Linked DNA regions of Mus musculus: region 2 is linked to region 1. The links are chromatin contacts, called in public promoter capture Hi-C maps. All regions are on one chromosome and are shown on one strand. The core of a region is the stretch at or near the end of the contact, and the rest is flanking DNA. Distances in the headings are between cores, read along the strand shown. Region 1 holds the start of Ttc7b (tetratricopeptide repeat domain 7B). Region 2 holds the start of Rin3 (Ras and Rab interactor 3).

Region 1 (5,278 bases), core at 1,084-3,583:
TGACCCACGACCCAAGGTCCTTCCATCAGGCCTCCCTTCTTAAAAGCCCCCACATCTCAGTATCTTCATCCTATGGTCCAAGTTCTCCACAGAGGAACCTAGGAGCATACACTCAAACAATAACCAGTTCAAAGAAAGTCAGATGCGTTTGTTGTGGAATAGCTGATTTTAGACTGTAGTGTGCAAGAGGCAGAGAGCTGTTAGGATGGTGGCCTAATCTTCTCTACCCTCTAATTAAGTTTTAACTGCTGCATTCCACAGGTACACATTATAGGAAGGGAAGAAGAAGGTGGGGGCGGGGAGTTAAATCCCACTGCCTGGCATCTCCCACGCTCAGAAAAACGGCTTAGCCAGGAAACAGACTGGATGCTTTGCCTTACACTGTGGCCATGGAGGCCAAGTAATGTTATGACATTGTTATTCTGTGTGCCACCATGCAGGGAAATGCAAGTCCTACAGTCACACAGGCACTGTCAGCTGAACAAGGCTTCTTGGTGACCTTTGGCCTGAGGCTTATTCCAGACTTCTTAGCTGGATCTGGAAGTGTGTAACAATGTAATGAGACCTCAAAAGCCCACCTCCACGCCACACCTCCTAATAGTGCTACTCCTACGGGCTAAGTATTCACTCACATGGGTCTATGGGGGCCATTCCTATTGAAATCACCACATCCTTCCTTCTGTAAGTCACCTTGGTCATCTTCTCTCTCTCTCTCTCTCTCTCTCTCTCTCTGTGTGTGTGTGTGTGTGTGTGTGTGTGTGTGTGTGTAAAATAGAATTACATCATTTTCTCCATCCCACCGTTTTTCCTACCCCTTTACCCTTGCTCCTTCGCCCTCATTTCCTCTGGCATTCTGTTTGCCTGTCCTTGGGCTGTCCTTAGTGTCTGAGCCCCATCTGCTCTGCTCCCATCACCTCTGAGGGCCTTGGGTTGCCTCAGTGTGGTGTTGGTCATGTCCCAAGTACTTCTTTCCTCTTGGCCCTTACTGAGTTTCAGTTGCTGATCCTGTAAACCAAGGCCTGTGAGTCTGGTCTTCATTTATCCCCAGGGCATGAGAGAAAAGCCTGCACTTGATAGCTTTGGAAAGCTGGAGGAGACACACCCAAAGAGGATGAACCTGGTGACAGGGTACTGCCCAGATGACAGCTCCATCCTCAGAGGCAGTATTGCAGAGTCCAACACCCCCACTGCCCCTGAAGCCACATTCCCTGACCAACTTTCCCAAATACTGGTCATGTCCATACTTGCAGGCCTTGCCATTGCATGCCTGACTAACATGCAGGCTCCCTATCTCACCAAGAAGAAAGACAGTCTTTCTAATGATCCAGAAGGCCGGGCATGGACTAACCCCCACCCTCCTGACATCATCTGCTCAGCTCCTTGCCTTCATTCCACCCCAGCCACTCTGGCCTTTTTCTAACTCACCAAATATAGTAAAGCCGAGGCCTTTGCTCTGCCTGTAATGATCTGCCCTCCCCACCTCCCATATCCCCCCGACTCTCATCTTTAAAACTGTCAAATATCACTTCAACACCATCCTTAACCAACCCATAACCTAATTTGCTACTTTATTTTGCTTAATTAATTCATTTCCATGAATGGGCTATGAACTTTATACCCACTTTGAAGCAAAGTTGTACCCACTTCGTTCCGTTTCCACAGCCCTAAAACACTACCTAGCTCTGTGTGGGTGACCTCTGACTCTATAGTTACTGAATAAATTACACAAGTGAAATAATGTTCAGCTTAGACACCTGCCCCTGCTCTCAGTTACAAGGTCAAGGCCTGGAAATGCCACTTATGAGTTGGTATTCTCCTCAGAGGGCAAGGGAGCTGGCATCTGGGCTTGCAGCTACACACACACACACACACACACACACACACACACACACACACACACGTCCTCCCTCACTTTCTTCCAACACACACTTAAGGAACTTCGGGCAGGTTCTGGAGGAGCATGAATCTCCACTGCTTCTGGCCACATGATGGGGACGGAGGCTACCTGGGGCAGAGGGGAGCCTGAGGAGGGGCGCAGGCCAGCACAAGCAACCTGCGATGGCAGGGCCAGCCGAGGCAGGCTCGCCCTTCACGCCCTCTCGCACTAGAAACCCCGGCCTTTGGAGCCCCAGAGCATCCTCGGGGTGGCTGCCCTGGCTTGACCCCTCACCGCTCCAGGTTCGCTCCTGAGCACCGTCCCGCGCTCCTCATTGCTGTCCGGCCTCCGCCCCGGCCCGCTGCGGCTCCGGCCCTGGCCGGCAGGGGCCGCTCCTCGCGGCGCCCGGGGCCCCGCCGCGCCCGCCGCCGCCCGCTCCCCGCCCCTTCCCCGGCCGGCGTTCCCGTTACGCCGCCGAGCCGGGAGCCGGAGCCGGAGCCCGCGGCCGCAGCGGGAGGCGGCGCGGGGCCCGGCGGCGGCGGGGCCTGCGGGGCCTGCGGGCGCGCGCCGGGCCGGCCAGGGCGGCCATGGCGACCAGGAAGGCGGGCTCGCGGCTGGAGACGGAGATCGAGCGCTGCCGCTCCGAGTGCCAATGGGAGCGGATCCCCGAGCTCGTCAAGCAGCTGTCGGCCAAGCTCATCGCCAACGGTACGCGCGGACGCACCGGGGCTTGCGGGACCGCCGCGGCCTCCGGGGCTAGGCCTGAGGCTCCGGGCGCGAGCAGGGGCGCGGCCGGGCGGCGAGGCGCAGGCCGCGCGGTGTGCGCGGGCCAGGCCCTTGGGGAACGCGGGGTCCTCCGGTCACGCGGCGTGCGGCTGGGCGGGCGGGCTGTGCCTGTCGGAGCCTTGGAGTCCTGACGTGCAGGCTGGAGAGGTTCACCGACCCCAGAGACCGGAGGCCAGCCCCGGGCTTCCAAGAAGTTGGAGCTTGTGTGTGTGTGTGCGTTTGTGTGTGTATGGAGCCCCCCGGGACATACCTGTGGGCATCTGGGGACCACCAGAGTGTGTGTGGTGTGCTCAGGGGTCCTGTGATGGAGATGTTGTGAACATATGGTAATCAAGGGCCCCAGGAGGGAGCTCAGACTTGGAGGGTGTCAGGGGTGGCATTGGCAGGTTGGGATTTGTGTCTTGAGGTCAAGACAGTTGGGTGTCAAATCTGCAGACCCAGAGAGGATAGGGTGGAGAGTACAAGGGAAACAGAGTCAGGGAGTCTGGGAGAAGGTTACTGGGCAGGAAGATGAGACTGTATTAACAATGAGGGAAATGGAGCTGATTGGATGAGGGGCCTGGTGCGCCCAGGAACCAGGATCTGACTTGGGAAACCTGGCGGCTGGACTTGGCCAATGACCCCATTTGCTGAATTGGTTCTTCCAACCCATCAAACCAAAACTGCAGCCAAAATCACATTCCAGAGCGAGACTCCACGTGGCCTTATTTGTTTTGGAAGCAAGTATGGTTAATATTTGCTTGTCTTTTCGTACGCGCCAAAACCACAGGCAGGCACTTGGAGCCTGGGCAGAGAGGGCAGAGGATTTTGTCCTCCTTCACCTCTGGCTTCCCAAGACTGTCTGAGCAGGCGTGGGACAGACAAATCACAGAGGGAATGAATGAAGGACTGACACTGCTCATTCAAGGAAGGACATGTGTACTCTTTTCAACCTTCACCCCGAACTACCCAGAAACGGACAGGGAAATCTCATAGCCTCTTTAAGGTTGGTGGTTGTTTGTGATTTTATGAAAATAGCGCCTGGAAATGAAAACTTAACAAAACCAAACCAAACCAGGTTTCTCTATATATCTTTCAAACTTACCTTATAGCTTAGGCTAGCCTCAAAGTCTCCCGCCTCCTGCCTTGCCTCCCAAGTTTAGGACCATAGGCAATGTCACCATGCAGACAGGGCAAGGTTTTGGTTTTGCACACTGTCAACCACAGTACCTTGCTTTGGGTAGGTGTCTTTGTTAAGTTAGCATTGGAGGGAAAGGTGTTGAGTACTCAGGACCCCGAAGGCAACTTGACCTTGCCTGCTTTTGTGGCGTCTCCTTCCTTCCTGCATTTTCCTGCTTCTTGTTGAAGTCACATTCCTAAGTTTTTTGGGTCACTTCCATCCCTCCTGTGCAGGTGGATGTTAGCATTGGGTGTGGTTGTGAGCATCCTCCCGTCTCCACCTGCGACCTGGCTGTCTGCTCTCATTCAGTGGCGTGTGCAATGCCCACCTGGGCCAGGTGCTGACCAGGCCCCTGCTGTCTTGCATTTACTTCCTCTGAGAGGAACACTGAGGCCCAACTATGAAGGTAGTCAGGGAGAAGAAAAACAGACATGTTGATGTGGCTGCGATCGTGGACAGAAAGGGAGAAGACACTGGCTCAAGCTGCTGGTCCCTGGAATGAGAGGGTGCACGGACCCCTCTTTTTTCATTCATGGGCCCATTTTCAAGGCCTCTCTGAGCTTAACTCTTTCCAGAACCTGTGGCCTCATCCGAAGCTTTGACTAAGGTGTGGGGTAGGGCTGGGTAGTGGTGATGAGTGGAACACTGTGTGGCCATGGGTCTGTGTGTGAGTTAGCTTCAGAAGAGTCATGGGAGATAGTTTTCTCCCTGAGCCGCACATGGGAAGCAGCAGCCATTGATGGGGAAAGGTCATCTAGTCTAGAGAAGGTCCAAGAGACTGCGCAGAGAGGTAGTAAGGAAGCAGAGAAAGGGTGAAACCAACCCAGAACAGTGTATCTACTCAGGTGCAGAGAAACCTTTGAGGGCGGGTCTTCCCCTGTTCGAGGGGACCTTCCTAGGACTGGGAGTGGGACCTCTTCTTGGCTTTGGGGCCCTGGCTACCCTTCAGTCTCTGTGTGTTTGCTAGCACAGGTATTAGGCAGGTGGCACACTGCTTAAATTAAACCTTTGCTGCTTAAAGTAAGGAGAACTAGTTAATGCCAAGCTTGTCATACTACGCTTTTCTGAAGGCAGCTGCAGGCCACCAGTGCAGTTCTTGCAGCCAGTACCCAGGGGCCTGAACCTGCTGCCGCCACTCCCTCTGCCTCTGTGACCTTGGCGGAGCCTCAGTTGCCTTGCCAAACAGCTCAGAAGACACACCTGTACTCCTGTCATTCTAGAGACAGCCCAGTCAGGGCTGCAAGCGAGACCACAGGGGATTTGGTTCTAGAGAAGTACCTTGCAGGAATTATGAAGATTAAAAGAGGGCAGGATGGACTTGGTGACACACATCTAATCTCAGCTCCAGAGACAGAGGCAGACAGTTCCACAGCAAATTAAAAAGTCCTGGGTTTGATCCTTTGTAGTGTATGTATGCAGACTGGGTGTGGTAGCATATCGGTAATCACAGACACTCA
Region 2 (5,278 bases), core at 1,993-4,492, 1.8 Mb before region 1:
AGCCTGGAAGACCTCCCAGTCTCAGAGCCTAGAGAGACTAAGGACACCTCTGTAGAACCTGTACCATGCCAGATCAGAGGCTCAGGAGACCCAAGTCCACCTTCCTCTTTTAGGATCTCTGTTGCCTCGTGGTTACATGGAATATAGATTGGGTCAGGCACATTTGTTCCAAGAGTGGAATCCTTTTACAAACGCAATCTTAAGTAAACCCTCAATGTAGCAAACCTAGGAAAATGCACTGGGTGTGCTTGCCAGAGCGGGGAGGTGTCCGGTGGCTGCCAGATCTCCCCTGAGGCTTGGAAACTTCCAGCTCTCACAGACTGAGGGATAGCATGACCCACTCGCCCAGGACTCCACACAGTCGGGTGTCTGAGCCCAGGGGGGTAGCCCTCTATCATCTCAGTCTCTCCTGCAATGTCCCTTTCCCTCAACTCTATTTGTCTAACACTGATCCACCAACACAGTCTGCCATCCTAACTTCTCTTGCCTCAAGTGTCCATCCTGGCTATGCCTGGCTTCCAGGCTATCATGCCCCTCCCCAACTACTGTCTGTCCACCTACAGTCTATCACCCTCTATGAAAACCTCTGCTGGGCCCTGTGCACTCGCCATAGACCTCCCAACCCCTGCAAGCCCTTGCTTTCTGCAGCACTGGCTCCCGCTAACCACACTGCCCCACCCCTTAGAATGTTCTAGATTTTCTAAACCTCTGCTGAATGTCCTCTCTTCCCAGTGACCTCTTCTGAGCACATACCTAGAATGCTCGGAGGGTTCCTCATGCCTCCTGCTCAATTTATGTCCCCCGAGAACACTAGCCAGTGGGCAGAGACTGCTTTAGGAGTTATTAACAGTCTTAAATGAATGGTGGAGCTTAGCACAGTGGGTGGAAAAAAATGTGGCTGCTACCAGTGTAGCCAGCGACCCATGTGCATCTCTTTTCCCAGACAGCCGTTTAAACAAGAAGCAGAGCTTGCATCCTAGGATTCAGAACTCAAGGGGCACTCTCCTGGCTGCTTGGGGTAGCAGTCCCCAGCTATCTGAATGTCTCTCACCCCAGAAAGAAGGGGGCTCTGGGCCAGTAGGGTGCAAGGATAGACTCAAAAAGCTTTCAGGACCAGTCCTGGTGGCAGCTGGGCCTAGGGGTGACTTGGGGTAAGAGGTCCCTGAGTATTTAGGTGTGAGGCTCAGGTGCAGGGTGTTTTAAAGACCTTAAAAAGGACCAGCCCCTGAGCAGGGACCAAGGCCATTAGAATTCATCCAATTCAATCCCAGTGAGGGAGGGGTTATAGGACTCTGGAGTTTCAGATGAGGCAGACAGATCACCCAGTTGGCAAAAGGAAGGGGCCCACCCAACAGATGTCAGTGATGCTAATCATAATAGCAGCTGAGGATGTCCCCTCCAAACAGCCTGTGAAGAGCAGTGACTACTGACTATCCTTGTTAGTAAACTGAGGCACAATGAAATCAATCACTGGTACAGAGGTAAACAAAGAAAGGCAGGAGGAAATGGGTCAGGCCAGGCCATCCTTGGGGAAAATGGGGAAGTAGATGAGATCAGAACCTGATTCCTCACCCTCCTTTTCTAGCCGGCTTTACCTTCCCACCCAGGGTATAGCAGTTACTTGCTCCCAGGAGACCCCTTCCGCATCGGAATTCCCAGTTTCCCAGCAGATGACATTTGTCTCCACAGAGATCACTTCCAAGGGAAACATCAACACAGAATTTCCGGGCTGTGGTTGTAGCTGGGATTGGGGGTAGGAGGAAGGAGGCAGCCAAGCCCCCCCCCACCCCCCCACCCCCCGCCCCAGGACAATCCCAGTCCCTCCTATCCGAATGGGGGCCAGTTACACCCTACTGTTCCCAAACCCTGGAGAGTACAAGATGTGTACAGATAGCGTTCCTGTTCTAAAGAGTGGAAGCTCAAAGAGATGAGGTCACAGAATTAAAACAGGCAGCCACGGGAATTCATCCGGGATCAGGCCCGGGACTTTTAAACGGAAATACAAAAAGTATGGTACCCCAGATTCGTCCATCATCCATGGCACCTCAGAAAGTGCTAGAAGACTTTCGCAGAAATCGCTTTCTACTCGGTGCAGCTTCAAACCCCACCCTTCCCGATCTTCTCTTAGGACTGGGCTGGGCGGGATGACAGGACATTCCCAACCTTGTGTAGCTCTGGGCAGTGTTCCAGGTCTTGAGGTGGGGGGTAGGGAAGAGCACAAAAGTAGGAATCCCTTCCGAATGGTTGTTCCCAAGCCATTTAATTTCACACACTTCAGACTGCATCTGCGTCTGGGTATCCCGCCAATCATTTGCACCCGAGCACTCTAGACCCTCCTCACACACCAGGCTCTTCAAAGGCCAGTCCAAAGGTCCCCAGCCGATCCAGTGGGGTGGCAGATGGGATCTGGTGGCGCCTCAATCCTCCAGGCAGAGAGTTAGCTGCTGGATGGGCCTGCCTAAAGTTGTAGGTGCTTCTTATCTACCACCCTACTCCCCACCCCCGCCCCCACCCCCACTCTCGGTCCCAGAACCTGAGGGCGCAAGCTGGGGTTTAGGCAGAGCAGCGGTGCTTCGTGGTGCATGGGGCTGGCTGGGCCAGGGCAGCGAGTGCTTGCATCCAAAGTTCAGCCTAGGCTAGAGCCATGGCTACACGGACATCTCGGGCTCGAACACACCAAACCCTCCCAGCCGCACATTGTGCACTGCTTCCCCCCCCCCCCCCCCCCCCCCCCGCTAACAAAGTCTGGATTTGAAAGTTTGGCCAAGTTCGGCAGTCACCAAGGCCGCCCCCTTTCCTTGCAGAACCTAGTTTCACCCTTAGTCCCTGCTGGGGGATCCGCACGCTCGTGGGGGGTGTTCATTTCAGCATGACATCCACGACGTCCCGTAGCCCTATCCGGAGCACCCAGGGCTCTCGGGGATCAAGCTGAGCAAAAGAGGCAGGACGCGGGCCACCTGGGGAGCGGCGGGCACGGGTTGCCACTTACCCGGCAGGGTGGGCGCTCGAGGGCGCTTCGGCGCGTCGCATCGTGGGGCAGGCGATTGGGGACGCAGCGACCTCCGCGTGGCGCTGGCGCTGTCCCTCGCCGAGGGCCGGGCTGGGCGCCGCCGCCAGCCGCGCGCCCAGTGGGGAAGCGCGGGGCCGCTGCCTTCCACTTCCTGGATCGCAGCGCGCGGGGCTCGCAGGAAGAGGCCGGCCTTGGTGGTCAAGGGTTTTTTGTCAGAAGCCATTCGGCCGTGGCTGCTCGTAGCAGGGAGCCCCCTGGGGCGCGCGGAAGCCGGGCCGCGCCCCTAGGGCCGGGCCTGGCGGCGGGCGGTGCCGGGGTCGAGGACAGCACGGACTGTGGCCGCCCGGAGCCTGCGAGCGAAACTCACAGGAAAGTCTCCAAGTTGGCACCGGATAGCAAGGCACTCAGGGCTGGCAGGTGACGAGGCCCACGGCCCAAATGGGACCTCCTTCATCCCGGGGGAGCCACGACCCATACCCACTCCCGCCCCCAAGGCGGGGCACCTCCTCCACGTCCCTGACAGGTGGCCATCCTGTCTCTCCTTGATACCTTCTCTGTTGATAAGATCACTGTTTAACAAAGCAGATATCGTCCATGAAGCCTGACATCTAAGGCACCTGTGCTGAGTACAGCACCCAGTGAGAGACTAAAGGAGAAAACTTGCTAGCTTACACAACAACCGCGAGTCGTAATGCCTCCTTTTTTAAGCGCCCAGACACTCAAAAATGTCTCCTGAGCTAGCTAAGCCTGTGAGACCAGGTAATAGCGGACCTCAAGATATCACCTTGTTTAATTCATTCCCAGCCTGGGCATTATTTAGACTGCTGGGGACAGATTAAATGTTTTGTGCTTGGGACTGTCTTGTGCATTGTGCATTGTAGGAGTAACCCAACTTCCATCCACATCCTTGGCCTCTACCCACGATTACACAGGAGTGCTAGAGTGTCCACACACCCTCACAACCACTTCTCTTTTGGCATTTCCTCCAAATCAGCCTGTGGAAGTGAGAGGAAAGGCTTAGTTAACAGTCTCCTGCTGGGAGTGGTAAATGGGCCAGCTGATTTGGGAAGCAGCCTTGGCAGTTCCTCAGAAGGGGAAACTACGTACCCAAAGGGGCTTATTTCAGCTTTCAATTCCAGGTTACAGTTCATTATGGGGAAGTCAAGGCAGGGGGAGGGGGGGGATGTCAAAAAGCTGGTCACATGACATCCAGAGCAAAGAGAAATGAATGTAACCATGTTTACCTGGCTTGTGATCAGCTCACTTTCTCCACTCTTACATAGTTCAGGGCACCCTGTATAGGGAATGGTGCTGCCCACAGTGGGTTGAGTCTTCCCGCACCAATAACTTAAGTAAGACAGTCCCTCACCAGCATACTCATAGGCCTAACTAAATGCAGACAATCCCTTACTGAGAATTTCTTCTCAGTGATTCTAGGTTGTGTCAAGTTGACAAATTAAAGCTATCTATCATAGTGTGTCCATGCAAAACCTTATATATGACTGTTCATATCAGCCTTTATTTGTGTTATCCAGAGCTGGAGCTAGAGTTCAGAGGTAGAATGGTTGCCTGGCATGTGTCTGAGAGGCCCTATGTTGAAGGAAGAAAGAAAGAAAGAAAAGAAATACAAACAATTTACAGTAGCCAGTATGTGGGAGCAACCAAGCATTCATCAATCGATGAATATGTAAATAAGATCAGGGATCATCAGTCAGGGACTGTTATTGAGCCACAGAAAGAATGGGGCCCCAACAATGGTGCTTCTGCACAGATGAGTCTTGAAAGCATGCTAAGTGACAGAAGCCAGTCGTTAAACACATTCCTTTTGCATGAAGTGTTCAGAGTAGGCAATTTCACGGAGACAAACAGTAAACTAGTGTTCGCTAGAGGTGGGGTGGGGTGGGGTGGGGTCGGGGAGTGGGGAGCAACTGGCAATGGCTATGGAGTTTCTTTGGGGGTGATGAAAATGTTTTTAAATTGACTGTGGTATTCATTGCACAACTTTGTGGCTGTGTCTGAAAACCATCAAATTATACACTTTAAGCTGTTGAATTGCATCCCAATCAAACTAGCTTTTCTTTTTGGAAGGCACAAAAAAGTGTGGTCTCCAGGGAGCAACCTTAGCCACTCTGACCTACACAACTTCCCCACCGAGCACTCAGATTGCTGCCAGCCATCCCCTCAGGGCACTACCAGGCCCTATAGGCATTTCTTCTCCGAGGTTAGCTCTTCCCTGAGCCACAGTCACCTCTCTATCATCTCTGTCAA

What was found. Promoter capture Hi-C pulls out the DNA fragments that hold promoters and counts their contacts.
Region 2: a contact with region 1 is called in a promoter capture Hi-C map of liver, with 3 times the contacts expected there. The contact joins the promoter of Rin3 here to the promoter of Ttc7b in region 1.

Annotation. Positions count from the first base shown.
Region 1 is chr12:100,517,877-100,523,154 of GRCm38.p6, reverse strand. Ttc7b (tetratricopeptide repeat domain 7B) reads left to right here and starts at 2,333. Exons shown (of 20, transcript NM_001033213.1): 1 at 2,333-2,584. The coding sequence starts at 2,464.
Region 2 is chr12:102,281,038-102,286,315 of GRCm38.p6, reverse strand. It overlaps Rin3 (Ras and Rab interactor 3), which reads right to left and starts at 3,242. Exons shown (of 10, transcript NM_177620.4): 1 at 2,990-3,242. The coding sequence starts at 3,030.